Linked DNA regions of Mus musculus: region 1 is linked to region 2. The links are chromatin contacts, called in public HiChIP or PLAC-seq maps. All regions are on one chromosome and are shown on one strand. Each heading gives the region's core, a stretch centred on a gene start, on an enhancer-like site or on the middle of the called end of the contact. The rest is flanking DNA. Distances are from core to core; before and after follow the strand shown. Region 1 holds the start of Rundc3a (RUN domain containing 3A). Region 2 holds the start of Mpp3 (membrane protein, palmitoylated 3 (MAGUK p55 subfamily member 3)).

What was found. HiChIP or PLAC-seq counts read pairs in DNA pulled down with a chosen protein or histone mark.
Region 1: a contact with region 2 is called in a FOXA1 HiChIP or PLAC-seq map of pancreatic cancer cells. The contact joins the promoter of Rundc3a here to the promoter of Mpp3 in region 2. A contact is called at or near these places in 1 of 39 promoter capture datasets (cranial neural crest) and 1 of 115 datasets of contacts at active chromatin or transcription factors (pancreatic cancer cells).

Annotation. Positions count from the first base shown.
Region 1 is chr11:102,391,636-102,394,684 of GRCm38.p6, forward strand. Rundc3a (RUN domain containing 3A) reads left to right here and starts at 1,768. Exons shown (of 11, transcript NM_016759.5): 1 at 1,768-2,147. The coding sequence starts at 2,041.
Region 2 is chr11:102,025,490-102,028,653 of GRCm38.p6, forward strand. Mpp3 (membrane protein, palmitoylated 3 (MAGUK p55 subfamily member 3)) reads right to left here and starts at 1,466. Exons shown (of 19, transcript NM_007863.2): 1 at 1,378-1,466; 2 at 243-367; 3 at 1-10. The coding sequence starts at 267.

The DNA of each region.
Region 1 (3,049 bases), core at 518-3,017, 370 kb after region 2:
CTATGAGTCAGGATATGACAAAGGACAGATCATACTTCTTGCTCTCCAAACTAGAGAGCTGAGTTGTAACTCAGTGGTGTAGTATTTGTTTAGATGTGTGAGGCCCTGTGTTCAAACCACAGCACAAAGAATGCCTTACTAGAAATCATTATCAAAATCTCCAACAGACATGAACCAGACACATAGGCCAATGGGGTAGATAGAATAGAGAGCTTGGCTACACTCTTATGTATATGGTCAAATAATTTTGTGTGTGTATGAATGGGGAGAAAGATAGTACCTGATACTATATCCCAAACTCACTTAATGTGGCCCACAGATCTACAAGCAAGCCTTTACAAGTCAAAGAAAACAGGGCATCTGGGATGGCTGTCCAGTGGCAGTGCACTTGCCTACAACCCACAGGTCCTGGGCTCAATTCTCAACACTGAAAACAGAAAAAGAAGTCAGGCACGGCAGAGACACTAGGATCCAGAGTTTAAGATTATCCTTGGCTTCAGATCAAGTTCCAGTCCAGCCTCCCAAAAGACTATCTCAAAACGTACAAAGGAGCTGGGCATGGTAGGGCATTCCAATTCTCAGAAGGCAGAGGCAGGAGGATCTCAGTGAATCTGAGAACACTCTGGTCTGACAAATGGAATTCCAAGCTAGCCAGAGCTATATAGTGAGATCCTGTCTCAAAATAAAACAAACCAACAAAACCAACAAAACACAAAAACATACAAAGGCAGTGATTTCTAGGACTTGACACCAAAGATACAGACAACAAAGGCCAGGTTGGACACTTCATGGAAATTCAAGTTTTTTGAGTATCAAATGACAGTATCAATTTTAAAAGACAACCCATAGAATGTGAGAAAATAATGCAAATCAGATCTGATAAGTCATTGATATCCATAATGTATAGCCTTACATTCCACATTAAAAGGAATGACCCAATCGAATTCGGGCAATGTTCAAATCCTGGAAGTGGTTTACCAGGAATGGAGCGGGCAAGCAGAGACGTGAAGAGCAACCTGGAATCCAAAGATAGCACAGAAGCCAAAACAAACTATGCCTTCAAGTCCTGCCCAGCTAAAAGCGAAACCATTTTTGACCGGCCCCCTATCAATGTAGGCTGCCAAAGAGTTAATCCTTAAATCTACTGGTCGGTGGGGTGGCTACTGCTAAGAACCCCATGAAGTCCAGGACGCCAGACTGTTGGTAACCCCAAATCCCTATCCTGAGTGGTTCCAAGCTCTGGACTAAATGGTTTCGCTGAGTTCCCATCCTCCACCTGTAGAGAGACTGGCTTGCTTGGCTAGCGCAGATAAATACAACCCGCAGAGACTGACAGAAGAGGCAGCTTCTGTGGCAGCCTTTAGTTTCAGAAGGGTTAGCACCTTAAGGCCACCTGCAGTCTCTGGAAGTGGCCTGGGCCGGGCTGACAAGCCTGGGATGAGTGGATGGGGGGCAGGGCTGGCATAAGGATGCAGGAGGTAAGGGTCTCCATTCTTTAGGGTACAATGAGAAATCTGAGACAGATAGCACCGACTTCAGGCCAGAAACAAGGGAAAGAAGCGTCAAAGCTGAGACACCAGACGAGGATCCCCAGCCTTGAGTGTGGGGGTGGAGAAAGGGCCCTTCTCTACACAGTCTCCGTTGTTTCTCCGGGGGACCCCCTCCGCTCTCTCAAGGGCCTCGGTCCTTCCCCTCCCCCAAAACTCTGCGCCCTTTGCGGATTGGTCCCGGGCTGCCGGAGGCGGGGCTTATGGCCCTGACGTCACCGGCCGAGGAGGGGGGACGGGCGACTGGGGGAGGGGGTGACGAGCTCCGGCTCAGCACCTCGGAGAGCTCCCTCCCCGGCCTTGTTTTGCTCCGGAATCGCTGCCGGGGGAGGGAGCAAAGGGGCCGGCCTTAGGCGTCGAGGCCGAGGGATGGCAGTGAAGAAGACGAAGGGCCCCCGGGGGCAGACGGCCCAGCCGTGATCCTGCGAGGCGGGCCGGGGCGCCGGGTGGGGTGGGGGGCAGCGGGCGGCGACAGCAGTGGCCGCACATCTGGATGGAAGCGAGCTTTGTCCAGACCACCATGGCTCTGGGGCTGCCCTCCAAGAAAGCATCTTCCCGCAACGTGATCGTGGAGCGCAGGAACCTGATCACCGTGTGCAGGTGGGCGCCGCTGGCGGTCGGGGTGGGGTGATGAGAGAGGTTGAAGCAGGCTGAGAAATCTAAGGGTTGAGCATGCCCATGAGGATGCTCTGCAGACACTGAGAAAAGGCAGGGCAGGGAGGACCGCGCTCTCTATCCTTCCTAGGCCCGGAACCGGGAGGCGGGCTGGAATGTCTGGTCCTTATTCTTGGCTAAGCCAGGCCTATGCCCAGACTGGGGTTTGGGGGATGAAGAGAGTTTAATTGGCACTGCAGTTTCCTGTGAGAACCAGGAAGTGACATTGTGTATGAGAGGGGGGAGGAGGGAGGATGGCTGGCTCTCTTCCTGGCAGTGGGGGCAGGGTGGGCAAAGGGAGCTCAATGGGGTTGGGGGTGAATGTCCTCCAAGTCCCCTCTGCCACCCCTGCCTGCTTAGCGTCTTGGAGTGGAGCTTTCCTAAGAGACTTTACTATGCTCAACCCTTCATAAAGCAATGATGGTGTTTCTAGGTAGCAGCAGCCTGTGGCTGGACCAATTGTGCACAAAGGCCCTGAACCCATCCAATGAAGGTCGAGAGCACTACCCCGCTGTAGGGAGCACCCAAGGCCTAATTGCAGAAACTGGGGCCCCAAGTAAAGACTGGGAGCCCAGATCCCTAAATCCCTGAGGGTGGGGCAGTTGCAGGGCTAGGAAAATTCTCCTCTTTCTTGGACACCGGAAAGTAATCCTTCCCACTTCAAGGCTGCAGTGACTCACCCTGCCTGCCCTGCCCTGAGGCCAGAAAGCCACCAGCTGTGCAGGCTCTCTCCCAAGCCCCCACCTGTCCTTGCCACTCCCTCTGGGATCTCCATGCCAGCTGCCTTCTCCACCTGCAGCCTCCATGTCCAATGGGGTGCTTCGTCTTGGCTCTTAGTGCTCCTGGGT
Region 2 (3,164 bases), core at 216-2,715:
TCATGCAAACCTGAGGAAGAGCCAGAGAAACAAGGTCCAGTAACAGTGGCACTTCCTGTCCTTGAAAAGTCTCGCAGACAACACTCCCATCCTGCCTTGACACCGTTCACCCTGCAGGCTCAGGCCTGCCGGGCAACAGATCGGTCAGAGGCAGCTGCTACAGCACTGGTCCTGCTTATGGTTTGGTTTTCTCCAATCCTGGGAGGCCCCCCGAAGCTGCAGCCCAGGTTAAGGACACTCACCCGAGTCTTCAGACAGTACTGGCATGCCTGTGCCCAGCAGGTCCCCAGCTGTCCCTACAGTTTGTGTGGGTGGGAGAGGAATCTCTCAGTAATGAACACACATCACCAGGATCTGCTTATGACCTCTGTGAGGACAGAAGAAATAAGATGGGGGGTGGGGGGGAGAAACAGTCACTTTTTGGGGAGGAGGTTGGGCAGGGAGCAAGACTTCTTGGGCGCCCCCAATACACTAAAGATGCTGCTCTTTTCTGACTATGCAGAAAGCCTTAAAGGATGAACACCAATGCACCCATTTTACTGATTAGGAAACAGAGACTGGGCATCCCTAAATAACTTTTGAACCAGAATAGGTACTCAGATCACTTCTTCCAGACTGACCTTGGCCTAAAGTCCCCCTGCTTGTGCGGTATGCTCTCGACCACAAGCTCTGTCCTCTCTATTGCTGGTACCTTCCAAGAGTGCTTGCTCAAGTCTCAATATCCCTTCAACAAGTACCTGGTTAAGGCCTGCAAGAGCTCCCACCGCCGACCCCACCTCCAGCCCCCAACCCAAAGAGAGCCTCCAGTCTGAAGACAGAAGAAGTGAGAGCGGAGTTTCTGTTCTACCGGAAGCAGGTACCCTATCTCAAGAGCTCCCCTCCCCAGGTGCTCTGTAGCACGTGGACCTCAAAAAAGTCCTCCTTCAGAGAGGGACAAGGACTCATGATTCATTCATTCGACAGACATGGAGCCAGCCCGCTGCGTGGAGCACCAGTCACATCGAAGGCAGAAGAATGGTACCCGACCCCCGCCCCCACGCCGGGCTCACCCCTCGGCGGCTTCCAGCTGCGGCCCCCGACTGCCCCCGACTTCCCCACACAAACACACACTCCCGGCTCCAGCCGGTTTCCCAGAGGAGCTGGGGGGGGGGGAGCAAACCCCCGAGGTGGGGGGAGATGGGATGCAGAGCGGCGGGAATGAGCGGGGCGCACGGGATGCGCGGACGCCGAGCAGTGAAGGGGACCGCGGGCTGGGAACGGAGCCCCGCCGGGGAGGGTGGGCCGCAAGGCAGTGGTGCACCCGAGGGGCGGGTCTCCGCTCCCCCTCCCCTCCCCGCCGCGCACCAGGTCCCTTGTGTGCCACGCGCTGCTTCTTACCTCGTCGCGCCAGGATCTGGGATCGGTGACCCGGAGCCGCGCGGGAGCCACCAGCCTCCGCTGCTACTGGCTCCGCCTCCGCCGGCCCCTCCCTGTCGCGGCGCGCGGGGTCGGGGCAGCGCGCACGGGCGGGGGCGCAGCGCGGGCCCGGAGGGGTGGAGCGCGGCCCCGCAGGCCCCCCTCGCAGGCCCCGCCCAGCGCCCCCGGCTCCCGGTGGACACCTGCTCCGCCGAGAATCCGATTTTGCAAACATTGATTGAGAGCCCCGCAAGTGCCAGGCACTGTGCCAGGGGCTGGAGCTTCAAAGCCAAACGAGGAAGAGAGGCTGTGCTGGGTCATTAGCAAGCCGAGCAGGGGGCGGGGGGCGGGGGAGGGGGGCGGGAGAGGGGTGTGCAGCGGGCAGCAGCCCGGCCAACCCGTGGCAACAATGCTACGTGCTGCGAAAGATTTATCGGTGCACGCTGCCCTGGGGACGGGGAGGCGCGAGGGAGGAGAAGTACGCCTGGGAAGAAGGCAGCTGGATGCTGCCTGCCTGGGTGGGAGGAGGTAGGGCTGAATAAGAGAAAAAAAAGAAAAAAGAAAGAAAGAAAGAAAAAAAAAAGAAAAGAAAAAAGACTCTAGTGTCCCAGGCTTTACTGGGGCGGGGGCTGGGGGAGGAGGTGCGGTGGCTCCGAAATAGCTGGTTTCTATTGTGCTCCCTCTATCCCCATATACTCCTAGGATTACCGATTATTAGCCTCAGATAGAGAGCCAAAATTATTTCCTCGCTTCAGTTAAAGAAACTGATGTGTATGCAGGAAGCAGTAGAAAGGTACCACTGTGTGAGTGAGCAGTGGTGTGGTGTAGGGGTCTTAGAGGATGAGACGTGGTCTGGTGGGTGTGTCCCCTCCCTTCAAATAACAGCATCAAAGAACAGCGCATTCTAAGCCGGTTAGGAGGCACATGTCCCAGAGAGGTAGGCAGTCGACAGTCTTTGCAGCTTGCAGTGAACAGGCAGGCTGTAAGAGGGCAGCAAATGTCACCAAGAAATTTCCCTTCGTCCCTCAAGCTGCTCCAAATTGTGTCTATGAGTCACCTGAGGCTTGTGGGGCAAGTAGTATCAGTCTACATTTATGACAGGCCCCAGTGACGTGATATGGGTAGACAGACAGCAGGCCCCATTTAGAGCAGAGAAAAACTAAGAAATGGTCTTGGTTAGGTTTTCTACTGCTGCGTTGAAACACCATGACCAAAAGGCAAGTTGGGGAGGGAAGGGTTTACCTGGTTTACACTTCCATCACAGGAGGAAGTCAGGACAGGAACTCAAGCAGGGATAGAACCTGGAGGCAGGAGATGATGCAGAGGCCATGGAGGGGTGCTGCTTATTGGCTTGTTTCCCGTGGCTTTCTCAGTCTGCTTTCTTGTAGAACCCAGGACCACCAGGCCAAGGATGCCACCACACACAACGGTCAGGGCCCTCCCCACTTGATCACTAACTGAGATCCTTACAGCAAGATCTCATGGAGGCATTTCCTCAGCGGAGGCTCCTTTCTCTCTGCTGACTCTAGCTTGTGTCAAGTTGGCACACAAAAGCAGCCAGTGCACGGTTTTTTGTTTGTTTTTATTTTTATTTTTGGCCTTGAAACAGGATCTTACTCTGTAGACCAGGCTGGCCAGGAACTCACAGAATCCACCTGCCTCTGCCTTCTGACCTCTGGGATCACAGGCACGTGCCACCATACCTGACACAGACGTGCTTTTTCTGGTGGTGCTTAAGCTTTGAAAATTTTGAAAAGCCAGATGATGTT